3 separate regions of the Mus musculus genome follow, and all the other regions are linked to region 3. The links are chromatin contacts, called in public Hi-C and promoter capture Hi-C maps. All regions are on one chromosome and are shown on one strand. The core of a region is the stretch at or near the end of the contact, and the rest is flanking DNA. Distances in the headings are between cores, read along the strand shown.

Region 1 (3,836 bases), core at 4-2,503, 190 kb after region 3:
TGCGGAAACCATTGTAGTCGAAAGTGAACCGGACGCTCTCTTCCTGCGGCCTGAGGGCTGCAACCCTGTTGCCTTCCTCCCGGGGCCCGGTGGGGCGGGTTCGCCGCAGCCACCCTTTCCTACGGAGAACACCGACCAGGCGGCTGGGATCGTCCTCACCCGGGGCCGGAGCCGCAGGGGCAGGGTTGGGAGGCGGCTCCTGCTCTGACACCGAGTGGTGACCGGCGATTTCGGCCATCACCTCCAGGCCGGGCTGTTGGGTCCGCGAGGCCGAGAAGAGGCGCTTGAGGCGAGAGGAATGGGGCAGAAGGAACAGGGCGCCAAAGCACAGGGTGACGAGGCCCGAGAGGAAGAGCAGGAAAAGGAACTTCTGCGGCAGCCGCAGCCCCCACGGCGAGGCCGGGACGAAACCCGGCACTTTCCTCACCAGCATCGCGGCGCGGCCAGCAGGAGGGGGCTGTCAGCTCCGCCCGGGGCCCCGGGAGTCCTCAGAGTCCTCAAGGGTGGGGAGCAAGAGTGAAGTGGCTGGGGTCCCCGAGCAAGGCTGCGCACCTCGAGGCCGCCGCTTCGGGACCCGCCCGAAGTTCAGGGAGTTTGGAGCGAGTCCTCCCGCGCGGGGGCGGGGGCGCGGCGGCCTCGGCGGGGCCCGGGCGAGGGGGGCTGCTCGGCTGGAGCCCGGGCCCGCCGTGCGCCGCAGCCTGCCCTCCGCCTGATCCACGGAGCCCGCGCCCTCCCGCGCCTTCCCGCGCCGGAGTGGTCACATGCCGTCCGCGACGCCCTCGCGGAGGGTGCGCAGGACGCAGGCCCCGACCCGCCGGCACCCGAAGTTTCAGCCTCTGGAGCAGTTTGCAAAGGGAACCCCCGGGGCTTGCAGGGCGAGCGCAGCTCCTAGAGCGCGAGCCCAGCCGGTGGTGACGGCGCAGGGCCCGGCGGTCGGGACACGTCCACAACTTTGCTCCGCCGCGCGCGGTTGCCGCTCCCGAGGCTGCGCGGGACCCAGGGGCTTCAGATGCTCGCGCGGGGAGAGGGATACCCGGGAAGCGCGTGCGAAGCCTGCAGCTGGCCTCTGTCAGCCCTGGGCCTGCCGCTGAGCCAGGAAGCCTTGGCTCCGGCGCCGCAACTCGGGAGGGCGCGGGTCTCCTGCTGCGATCACCTGTTCCCGGCCCCGCGGCTCCGCTAGCCGCGCAGGCTCACCCGCCGCAGCTCCAGACGGGCCGCCGCTGCTCCGGCTCTCACTGCGACAGCGCCGCTGCCCCGCCCCCCGCCAGCCACGCCCTCAGGCCACGCCTACAGCGCGCCTCGCGCCCCTCCTCTCCGCCCGCCGCGGCACCGCAGTTCGGCCAATGGGGAACCTAGCCGGGAAAGATGGGCGGGTCACAGTCTGGGCCACGCCCCCCGCTCCAAATGCTGGCGCTGCGCTCCCCCATCCTGCTAGCTCCAATGGTCCAGCTGCGCGCTGTGGAGAGGGCGGGGTGCAGAGCGGAGAGAGGTCATTGGCTGCTTCCGAGGGATCCCCGATGGGCCACAATCACCCATTGGTTTCTGCCCAGCGTTCGCTGGACTCCGAAAGACCGAGACGCCCCCTCCACCGCCCACCTCCGCCTAGCGCCGCTCTGTGTTTCGGTCTCCCCCCGGAAGGGCCAGGAGACCAGGTTGTTCTGTAAGGCGCTGCCCATCGTTGGGCGACCCTGTCACTTCTCAGCACCAGCCGGGGATTGCCAGGTTGCTGGTAGCCAGGGATGCCCAGAGCTCAGACCAGCCGCGGTAGTACAGCTGCTTCGCTCTGGGGGGGATGGGGATGGCTGGACCAAACCCGAGAGCTGTGGCTGTGGTTATGTCTGGCTGAATCAGTATTTCCAGGGTTCCTCGCAAACCGCCACCAAAAATGTGGCCAAGGCCCTTGGGTGGGGTTGGCGAGGGATGCTAACATGAGAAGCAAGAAGAGAGAGGGACAGACAGAGAGAGAGGCGGGGACCTGGACATATGCACGGGTCATACATAGGATATGCATGTATGTGAACATTTGCATTTTTATGCATACAGAGGCTACCTTGTGGGTGTGTGCTTACATGCAAATATACACTTAATTTCAGCACGGACACCCTAGCAATTATGCCAAAGTGTATCTAGACAGGTCTATATAAGCAAAACATTGACGTGCACAGGCATACCCAAGCCACCTCCACAAGCCCACACATACACCGGCATGTGTTATCAGACACCGTGTGCCCCTGCCCCAAGACACATGCATCCGTGGACTTTAGTCCTTCCCTTGCTGTTAAACCTCACACCGGGGGCCAAAATAACACTGCTGTGTGGGTCTCTCATGCAAAACTCTTTATAGAGACAACAGCATAGGGAGAGACAAATTAAGAGGTATAATAGGCAAGGGGGAAAATATCTGCTTTCAGCTGCAATTTGAAAGACAGAAAATACTGCAGGGACGCCTTTCCCGGAGAGGAGGCAGCCCAGGCAGGCTCTCACCTCATAAATCTTTCTTCTTCCCTGAGGCTTTCTGCAAATGGGCTACTGAGGCTTGCTTCTAACCCTGGCCAAACCATTGCCAGCACGCCCACTCCTGACATTTAAATACCCCTGGCATATAAATTTCTCTCTGCTGAAAATAAAAGATAAAAGACTACTGTCGCTAACAGGTGCAAATATTTTGGTCACCGGAGATGAATAATTTCTCCCAATACACCTAGCTTATATGTAAATTTCTACTTCAAATGTTTCAGTCTCTTATGAGTTTGGCTGGCAGGAGTCAGTTCCCTGGAGTTAGCTCGTGCATGAGATAAGCATGTGTGTGCTCCTTAATGCAGTAGCCCAGAGGCCTAGCCTGGTCTCCTGCACGTCTCCCTTGTCCAAGCTTCTCAGTGGATCCTACAGGAGAGTCCTGGCATATACTTGGGGAAGGAGGTAGGGACCTAGCCTTTAATGTCAGCTTGTCTGCACTGAGGGGGTTGGGGGGCACGGAGACAGAGACGGAGTGTGTGAGTGAGTGTGTGTGTGTGTGTGTGTGTGTGTGTGTATGTGTGAATGTGTATGAGTGTGTGTGTTTGAGTGTGTGTGTTTAAGTATGTGTGTGTATGAGTGTGAGTGTTTGAGTATGTGTGAATGTGTATGTGTGAGTGAGTATGTGTGTGTGTGTGTGTGTGTGTGTTTGAGTATGTGTAAACGTGTGTGAGTGTGGATGTGTGTGTTTGAGTATGTGTGAATGTGTGTGAGTGTGGATGTGTGTGAGTGTTTGAGTATATGTGAATGTGTGAATGTGTGAATGTGTGTGTGTGTGTGTGTGTGTGTGTGTGTGTGTGTGTGTGTGTGTTGGGCAGGGAGGGAGGGGTCATTGGAGGAGATAGAAACAAGAAGTCGGGCTGGAGAGATGGCTCAGCAGTTAAGAGCACTGACTGCTCTTCCAGAGCTCCTGAGTTCAATTCCCAGCAACCACATGGTGGCTCACAACCATCTGTAATGGGATCCAAAGCCCTCTTCTGGTGTGTCTTTACACAGCTACAGTGTATTCATATAAATAAAATAAATGAATCTTAAGAAAAGAAAAAAAGAGAAGAGAAGAGAAAAGAAAAGAAAAGAAAAGAAAAGAAAAGAAAAGAAAAGAAAAGAAAAGAAAAGAAAAGGAGACATCTGAGCAGGGTGCTCATTCTGATGAGACTTCCCACACAATCCCTGGTATGTTTCATGAGCCAGGGGCTAAGTAGCACCATCGAGGCACTTGGACTACAGGGGACTAGTCCATTGTCCATTTCACACTGACATGATGTCAATGCTACACACACACACACAAGCTGGTGGCCCTGTAACCTTTACACACTTGCTAG
Region 2 (4,134 bases), core at 228-2,727, 210 kb after region 3:
TCTCGGCTGCACAGAGCAGTCCAGGAACCTATCTCTCTCCCGTCCCTGGGTGTTTTGGATCATACCTCCCCAAATATCGCCCTCGCAAATGTCCTGGGGCTGTCTGTTCTTTGCTAACCCTGTCTGGTTTTGGTTTTTTGTTTTTTGGGTTTTTTTTTCCCCCATCTAGTACTTTCTTAGCTACAGGCCTTATGCTGGCATCTTTCATCCATTTTGAGCCCATTTTGGTGTGAGACAGGAGTCGGATTTGATGGCCCTGCCTGGGGCTATCCACTTTTCCCATTTGTTGAAGAGACTATGTTCTCTCCCCGCAGTGTGTTCTTGGCCTTGGGACTGGTGTGAAGATTAAATTAGGCTGAACGTGGGTTCTGGTAAACTAAGATAGATTGGACGTGTATATATCTGCTCCATCCTGACACTCCATTCTCACCGAGACAAGGGGCTATTTTTAGGAACATAAAACCATAAGAATAATTAGCACAGTGGAGATAACATTAATGAAATTTGGAAAGGAAGGAAGCAGACCCAGGAGAATCGGTGGAAGCTCCAAAGGTCCGGAACCGCTAACGAGGAGAGCTGGAAATAACCGAATTGTGTTGCCGCTCCAGCAAAGGCCCAGTGACGACCGCGAGACCTCAGTGAGCAGCAGAACTGGGGTGGGTGTTCTCCCCCACCCCTTTGCCTGGCTTTGCAGCTCTGGATGGATACTGTAGGTTGTCGGGGTCTGAGGGACAGGTGTGAGAGTGGCCAGCCCTCAGTAGGCATGCATAATCCACTCTGTACCCAGTGTTGTGACCAGTCCCATGGGCAGGGTGGAGTGGACACAGGAGCATTGCCAAAGGGGTGCCCACAGGAGGTGACTTCTGCAGGCCCTGGAAGAAAGCCTGATATGGCAAGATGGGACTGAGAGGGGAGATGCATGCAGGCCAGGTGCTGGAGGTCTGGGACAACCCATAAGCACGTGGGCCTTGGCTGCAGCCACTTAACCCTGTCCTGCCTCTTCCCCGGCCCTTCTCTGCCACCCTTTGTCTGTGCAGGCAGATGAGCTCTGCCCCATACCCTTCCCTCCAGTCCTTCCTGGCTTGGAGAAGCTCAGGGAGAGCTTTGGCCAGCCCAGGATCGCCACACCCTCCTACATCAGACCACCTTCCATCGCTGGCAGTCAACTGAGCATGCCCAAGGAAGTGATGAGCATATTCCTAGGACCCCCAGCTCCTATATAGAAACAGATGTTTAGGCTCCCATCATTCTGTTTACAACCCAAGACACATCTGCTTCCCCAAACACCTGAAGACACTAGCTTGAAAAGACGAAGGGTCTGACCTATAACCTGAGTCCCCAAGCCTTGGGAGGGCGGTCAGTGGAGACGGAGGCCACTCCCATCTCATCCCAGATGGCCACCTCCACCAAAGGCCCTGGCCACCATGCCAGAGAACAAAACCCAGAGAGATGACCATACTTGCTTTCCAACTAAAGTGAAATAGCTCCAAGAGAGGTGACTCAGGGACGAGTCAGCTGCTGCTGTCAGACTTAACCAGTAAAAAGCACTGCAGCGTCTGGTTAAGTTTTAGTTTCAAATAAGCAACAGATCATTTTAACTATAACTACACCCACTGTGTAACTATAACTACACCCACTGTGTAACTGTAACTACACCCACGGCACTGTGAGGGCTGTACACAAATCACTCGGAATGGACCTGAAATTCCTACAAAACAGGACTTCTATTTTAATTTGTTCTATTGGTTACAAGCGTGTAAGGTCTGGTAAGGGCACACTTACCATCGGTATGGAGGTCACAGGACAATTTTCAGGCATCTTTTTCTCCTTCCCCAGAGGGCTCTAGGGATCAAACTCAGGTCATGAGACTTGTCTAGCAAATACATTTAACAGCGGAGCCATCTTCCTGTTTCCATTTTTTCCTTCCTTTCTCCCTCCCTCCCTTCCGTCCTTCCTTTTTTTCTTCTTACAGTTTCTTTTTTAATTAAAAGAACATTACTGGGATAACTCAGTGGTTAAGAGCACTGGCTTGCTCTTCCAGAGGTCCTGTGTTCAATTCCCAGCAACAACATGGTGCCTCAGAACCATCTGTAATGGAATATGACGTCCTCTTCTGATGTGCATGAAGACAGTGTACTTGTATACATAAAATAAATAACTAAGTCAAAAAAAAAAAGCACATGTTACTGCCTCAGAGGACAGGAATTCCATTCCCAGCATCCTTGTAGTATCTGTAACCAGTTCTAGGGGATCCAACACTTTCTTCTGGCCTCTGAGGGCATCAGGCACCCATGCGGTGCCCAGGCATACATTCAACCCAAACACCCATGCACATTTTAAAAACATATTATGCCAGGCGTGGTGGCGCACACCTTTAATCCCAGCACTCGGGAGGCAGAGGCAGGCGGATTTCTGAGTTCGAGGCCAGCCTGGTCTACAAGTGAGTTCCAGGACAGCCAGGGCTACACAGAGAAACCCTGTCTCAAAAAAAAAAAAAAAAGTATTACTCACGGGGCGGGGGTGGGGGAAACATGCCACAGCACACATAGAGGTCAGAGGTCAAAGGTCAGAGGACAACTTGTGAAATTAGTTCTCTCTTTCCACCATGTGGGGTCCCAGGGATTGAACTATGGTTGTCAGGCTCTGCCAGCACCATTACCACTGAGCCAGCTCACCAGCGCTTTTCTCCTCCTCCTCCTCCTCTTTCTCCTCCTCTTCCTGCTCCTCTTCTGATTTATTTTGTTTTTAAATTATGTGTTTCCATATTGTCTGTAAGGAGGTATGTGCGTATGTGTGTGCAGGTGCCCCTAGGGCCCAGGAGAGGTCCTCGGATCCCCGGGAGCTGGGGTTATGGGATATTGTAGACTGCCTGGCATGGGTGCTAGTAGCTAAACTTAGCCCTGAGAGAGCACTGTGCTCTCTCAGTAGGCACCTCCTCCCAACGGTGCTACCCCGAGGGCCAGCCCTTCCATACATGGACCTTTGGAAGACAGTCAATATTGTAGCAGAGCCTAAACCAAGTCTGTCCCCTCAGGTCAGAGCCACCTCACTTTTAGTCCCTCTGGTGGGAAGGCAAATGGGGGGATGCTGAGCAGCTGAGCTCCAAGGCACCACAATCCTGGGATGCCTTTCTGACCCCAACTCTGCTTCTTGCTGCTGCAGGGCCTTTGCACATACTGCTCCCTCTGCCTATAGTTCTCTTCCCTCTTTCCTTCTCTCTTTCTTCATATCCCAGCCCAAGTGTCTTCTCTGACCTTCCAATTATTTTACATACCTATTCTATGATAGTTAAGGAAACTGGAGGATCCAGAGAGAGTAAGCAGTTTGTCCAAGAGCATACAGCCAGTATTCAGAGCTTCTAGAATTTGTTAATTGAGGCAGGAAGATCTGCCCACTGTTGGCGGCATCATTCCCTGGGCTCAGATCCTGGACTGTCCAAAAAGGAGAAAGTGAGTTCGCATAAGCAATTGTTGTTCTCTATCTCCTGACTGTGGACTCAATGTGGCCAGCTGCCTCAAGCTCTGGACCCCATGACTTCCCATTCTGATAGACTATACCCCTGAAATAGAGCCCAGATGAGCTCTTTTTGTTTTAAGTTGCTGTTGTCATGGTACTCTATCACACAAGAGGAAAAGTTACTAAGGCATTGACTAACACAGTGATAGGTATACAAAGGCAGACTTCCAGTGTTAACAAAGATACATCAGAAGATGCTGGCAAGCCCCCAAACTCTGAGACTGGCAGGAAGTGAAGGGTGAAAGGCCTCAGACAAGGCTGGCAACGAGAGCTCCCACATCTTCCCACGTCCCTTTTCCTGCACCACTGAGGATTAAACCCAAGGTGCTGTGTGTGCTTAACAAAAGCGCCTCCCTCCCCTGAGCTGCAGCCCAACCCCCTTTTTACTATCTATTGGTCTATCATTTTATTTATTTGTCTTTGATCTGTATTGCTGTTTTGCTCATACGTCTGGGTGTCGGATCCCCTGGAACTGGAGTTACAGATGGTTGTGAGCTCCCATTTGGGTGCTGGGAATTGAACCTGGATCCTTTGGAAGAACAGCCAGTGCTCTTAACTGCTGAGCCATCTCTCCAGCCCCCTATTTGTTTGTTGGGATGCTGGGTTTTGAACCCAGGA
Region 3 (4,212 bases), core at 88-2,587:
TGAAGAGCCTTGCATGAGACACTTCATTCAGTCCCCAGAACTGCAGATGAATAAGGAAACAGATAGGACATGTCCCGCCACTTATAATATATTCTAAGGGTTTTCGTGTAATACATATGAAATTCATATATAAAATTTATATAAAACCAGACATACGAAAAGTTACAAGAAATATTCACCCAGGGCTGGAGAGAGGGCTCACTGGTTAAGAGTGTGTCCTGCCCTTCCAGGAGATCTGAGTTTGATTTCCAGCACACATATTGGGTGGCTCACAATCTCCTGTAACTCTAAATAATAATTACAAACTTTCTTTTAGTTCTGCTTTGAACTGACAGAGATCTGCCTGCCTCTGTCTCTCAAGTGTTTGCATTTAAGCCTCCCATGCCTGCTAGACAAGCACTCTAACAAATGAAGTTACAGCCTCATCCCTGGATTCCAATTTTGTTTCTTTTGTTTTTTTTTTTGAAACAGTGTTTCTCTGTCCTGGAACTTGCTCTGTACACCAGGTTTGTTTTGTAACTCACAGAAATCCACCTGCCTCTGCTGGGATTAAAGGCCTGTGGTTCCACCACCCAATTCCTTGATTCGATTTTTTATTTCATGTTTTCAAAGATCTTCCATGTATTGGCTCAGTTACTCTTACATGCCAATTAGTGGCAACCCCTAGTGTCGGGTAACCAACCACTGGGTCAGCCAGGGACAAAAGGGTTTAGAGTGGGGTCTAGAACCTGGCTCCACTGCTCCAGGAGGGGAGGCTCTGGAGTAAAACTGTGCAGTCTGAGACTGGAGAGATGGCTCAGCGGTTAAGAGCACTGGTTGCTCTTGCAGAGGACCCTGATTTGATTCCTAGCTCCTATATGGTGACTCAGAAGAGCCTATACTCTAGCTCCATCCTCGGAATCCTACTCTTCTGTCCTCCATTTACACCTATGCTCATGCGCGCATGCCTACAGACACCCCCCAACATAATTCTTAAAAATTATGCATAAATATATTTACATAAATATATCAACACAATATATTAATATACACTCACTTATAGAGTATATGCATGTATTTTATTTTATCATGTATTCTATAATACTTATATAGTATAGTCACAAATTATATGAGTACATATTATATATGTGGATACATATTACATATTATAATATGTATTCATATATATATTTCTGAAAAAAAGTGCAGTCCTGCCAAACCAAACTTGGTAGTGACCTACACATGCAGAGGGTGCAGAGTCCACACAGGAATGAAGAGCAAAGCAGGAAGAGCTCCCGGGAACCGCCCGGCTTCCTTAGCGCACTGGGCGTGGTTAGGGGCGGGGCTTACGTCATTACGGCCGGGCAGAGCCCTGCCTCCTGCAGTGGCGGGAGATCTGAACGCGGGTTGGCGCTAACGCCGGCTGCAGTGGTGCGCGGTGCGCGGCCGCCATGAGGCATAGAGGGCCCGAGGAGGAGGCGTGTGGTGTGTGGTTGGACGCGGCGGCGCTGAAGAGGCGGAAGATGCAGGTGGGACGCCAATATTGAGGCGATACGCGGGCTTTGGGGGACGCCTGAAGGGAGGGGGTCGGCATAAAGGGAGGACGGGATTCGGGGCGACTGGCAGCGTGAGGCCTTTGAACTGGCGCCTCAGGCGTCCTGTGGCATGCTGGGAAGGGCTCCACGACTGGTCACCTACAGGGTGCGGTCTACCCAGTTTGCCAGAACCAGCAACATGGAAAATGCAGATCAGATCGGGGATCTGGCCCAACATTAAATGAGCATCCCTGGGGTGCTGGAGACTAATTGGGCGTTTAATATGCGTTGGCTGTGTCATTAATCTTTTTTTTTTTCACTAGTGAAAGAGGGTTGAGTAATCCAGGTTCCCCCAGTTCGCTTATTACCAACAAGTGTTAGACAATTGCTTGTTTAGCATCTTATGCTGGCCGTTGTGTTTAGGGTTTTAAGTAATATTACCTTGTTTGGTCCAGCTATATGCTAGTATCAGTCCAATTACCTAGGCAGAACATGATATGTCCCCATAAGTAGTTTCAAGAGAAATGTGACTTTTGGAGTTTAGAAAGATTGCTGTTGATTTGAGACTATTAAAGCAGATTGAATGGAACAGGTGGAGATCTGAGATTTAAATAGTATGATTAGCAGTCTAAAGAGCAGCTGTTAACCATTTTTTGCTGATGAAAAATTGGAGATTCTTGGTTTTTGTTTTGTTTTGAGCCAGGGTTTTTTTTCTGTTATGTAACTGGCTATTCTGGAACTCACTGTGTAGAGCTGGCTGGCCTTGAGCTCAGAGATCCACCTCTTTGCTTCCCTAGTGCTACGATCAGCGTGTGCAACCACACCCGACTGAAAAATTGAGGATTCTTAAAGTCATCTTACAACCGAAGTCATTTTCTTCCCCGGGGACAGCGTTTCTCTGTGTAGTCCTGGCTGTCCCTGAGCTCAGAGAGCCACCTGCTTCTGCTTCCCAAGTGCTGAGATTAAAGGCCACCATTGCCTGGCTGAAGTAATTTTTTGAGGGTAACAAACTTTCACATTTTTTTCCTCTTAACATTTTTGGAGCCGGGCGTGGTGTCGCACGCCTTTAATCCCAGCACTCGGGAGGCAGAGGCAGGCAGATTTCTGAGTTTGAGGTCAGCCTGGTCTACAAAGTGAGTTCCAGGACAGCCAGAGCTATACAGAGAAACCCTGTCTCGAGAACAACAAAAACAAACAAACAAACAAACAAACAAACAAAAAAACCAAACCAAAAAAAAGAACATTTTCGGAATAGGTAATAAATCGATGTGTTCTGAAATGTAAACATATAGTCTGTGAGATATACTCCTGGCTTTGCCTGTAATTAACACACACACACACACACACACACAAATGCATCTTTTTCCTATTTACAAATAGTTGCATGCTATACACTGGCAATTTGTGTATATTTAGGTTTTTTAAATTATTTTAATGATATCATTGTGTGTGTGTGATATGTACAGGAGTACAGGTGCCCACGGAGGTCAGAGGTGTGAGAGACCCTCCCTGAAGCTGGGGTTACAGGTAGTGGTAAGCCACCTGATATGGTGCTGGGAATCGAACTCGGGTCCTCAGGAAGAGTCCTGTGCGCTCTTAACCACTAAGCTGTCTCTCCAGGCTGTCCCCACCTACCCTGTCCCCACGGATGTCTGTGTCGGTGACTTTGGAGGGGGCAGTAGTTGCACGCACTTGTGAGCTGTGTGATACGAGCACTGGTGTAAGACCCCCATGCTGGACCTCCGCTCAAGTCCCGGGATGAGCTGGCCAGCACCCCAGTGACCGAGAGAAAACCACACCCGAGGCAAACCGCAAGAGGTTTTATCATCAGCTAGCTGAGGACGAAGTCCCAACGCTGTGCAGGGCACCGGAGCGGACAGCAGGGGGCTTTTAACAACTAGCTGAGGAGTTGGGAGGAGTTGGGAGGAGTTGGGAGGAGTTCTTCTCTTCCGGGTGTCCTTGGTGAAATTTACAAGGCAGGAGTGGGGAGTGAGTTCTTTCTGAATTTTTATCTCCCGAGTCCTCCGCACAGGAAGGCAGGCATCTCTGGTTGTAAAGTATAGAAACAAAAAGGCTTTTTGCTGGCTATAGAGAACAAAGAGCTTCTTTCTGGCTGTGTTTTTAGAGATCAGGGAAAACAAGCTTGGGGAACATTTAGGGGCTTTACCTTCCAGGGAGAAACGCTCTAAGTCGGGGTCCCACACTGGGAACTGAACTTGGCTCCTCTATATGGGCAGCAAGCTTTCTTAACCACTGAGCCATGGCTCCAGCCTGAAGCTTGGGTTTTTAATTCTTGCCTCGTGAATCGGGTTTTCCTAGAGTTGCCTTCATGCCTTTGTAATTCAGGGACATGTATAGAATGTCGTTCATTGTAATATTACCGTAGTTGGCTCAGGCTGCCGTAATGAGATACCATAGACTAGATGGCTTAAACAACAGAATTGGGGCTGGAGAGATGGCTCAGCGGTTAAGAGCACCAGCTGCTCTTCGAGGTCCTGAGTTCAAATCCCAGTAACCACATGGTGACTCACAACCATCTGTAATGGGATCTGATGCCCTCTTCTGGTGTGTCTGAAGACAGCTACAGTGTACATATACATAAAATAAATAAGTAAATCTTTTAAAACAAAAAACCTCAGAACTGGTTTTCTTAGCTCTGAGGACTGCTCGCCTCGGGATCAGAGTGTTGTCATATTCC

The links. Hi-C and Micro-C count contacts between places; a contact is called where the count stands out from the background. Capture Hi-C pulls out chosen DNA fragments and counts their contacts.
Region 1: a promoter capture Hi-C map of liver shows a contact between it and region 3. The contact joins the promoter of Man1c1 here to the promoter of Aunip in region 3. A contact is called at or near these places in 1 of 39 promoter capture datasets (neural stem cells), 5 of 484 Hi-C or Micro-C datasets (B cells, bone marrow-derived macrophages, embryonic stem cells and 2 more), 24 of 115 datasets of contacts at active chromatin or transcription factors (a beta-TC-6 cell line, bone marrow-derived macrophages, craniofacial prominence and 15 more) and 5 of 9 other capture datasets (adipose tissue, bone marrow-derived macrophages, liver and 2 more).
Region 2: a contact with region 3 is called in a Hi-C map of bone marrow-derived macrophages, with 34 read pairs. The contact joins the enhancer-like site here to the promoter of Aunip in region 3. A contact is called at or near these places in 2 of 39 promoter capture datasets (cranial neural crest and neural stem cells), 2 of 484 Hi-C or Micro-C datasets (bone marrow-derived macrophages and uterus), 16 of 115 datasets of contacts at active chromatin or transcription factors (bone marrow-derived macrophages, effector CD8 T cells, embryonic forebrain and 9 more) and 5 of 9 other capture datasets (adipose tissue, bone marrow-derived macrophages, embryonic stem cells and 2 more).

What each region holds. Positions count from the first base shown.
Region 1 is chr4:134,703,037-134,706,872 of GRCm38.p6, forward strand. It overlaps Man1c1 (mannosidase, alpha, class 1C, member 1), which reads right to left and starts at 1,254. Exons shown (of 12, transcript NM_207237.3): 1 at 1-1,254. The coding sequence starts at 433.
Region 2 is chr4:134,719,719-134,723,852 of GRCm38.p6, forward strand. No RefSeq gene overlaps it. Among named protein-coding and RNA genes, the nearest start is that of Man1c1, 17 kb to the left of the region's middle. Within about 2 kb of position 1,478, at least 22 of the 459 cell types and tissues checked have an H3K27ac peak or open chromatin away from gene starts, as enhancers often do. A contact at or near this core is called in bone marrow-derived macrophages, where this site is marked.
Region 3 is chr4:134,509,662-134,513,873 of GRCm38.p6, forward strand. It overlaps Aunip (aurora kinase A and ninein interacting protein), which reads left to right and starts at 1,338. Exons shown (of 3, transcript NM_001081099.1): 1 at 1,338-1,508. The coding sequence starts at 1,431. It overlaps Paqr7 (progestin and adipoQ receptor family member VII), which reads left to right. Exons shown (of 2, transcript NM_027995.3): 2 at 1-576.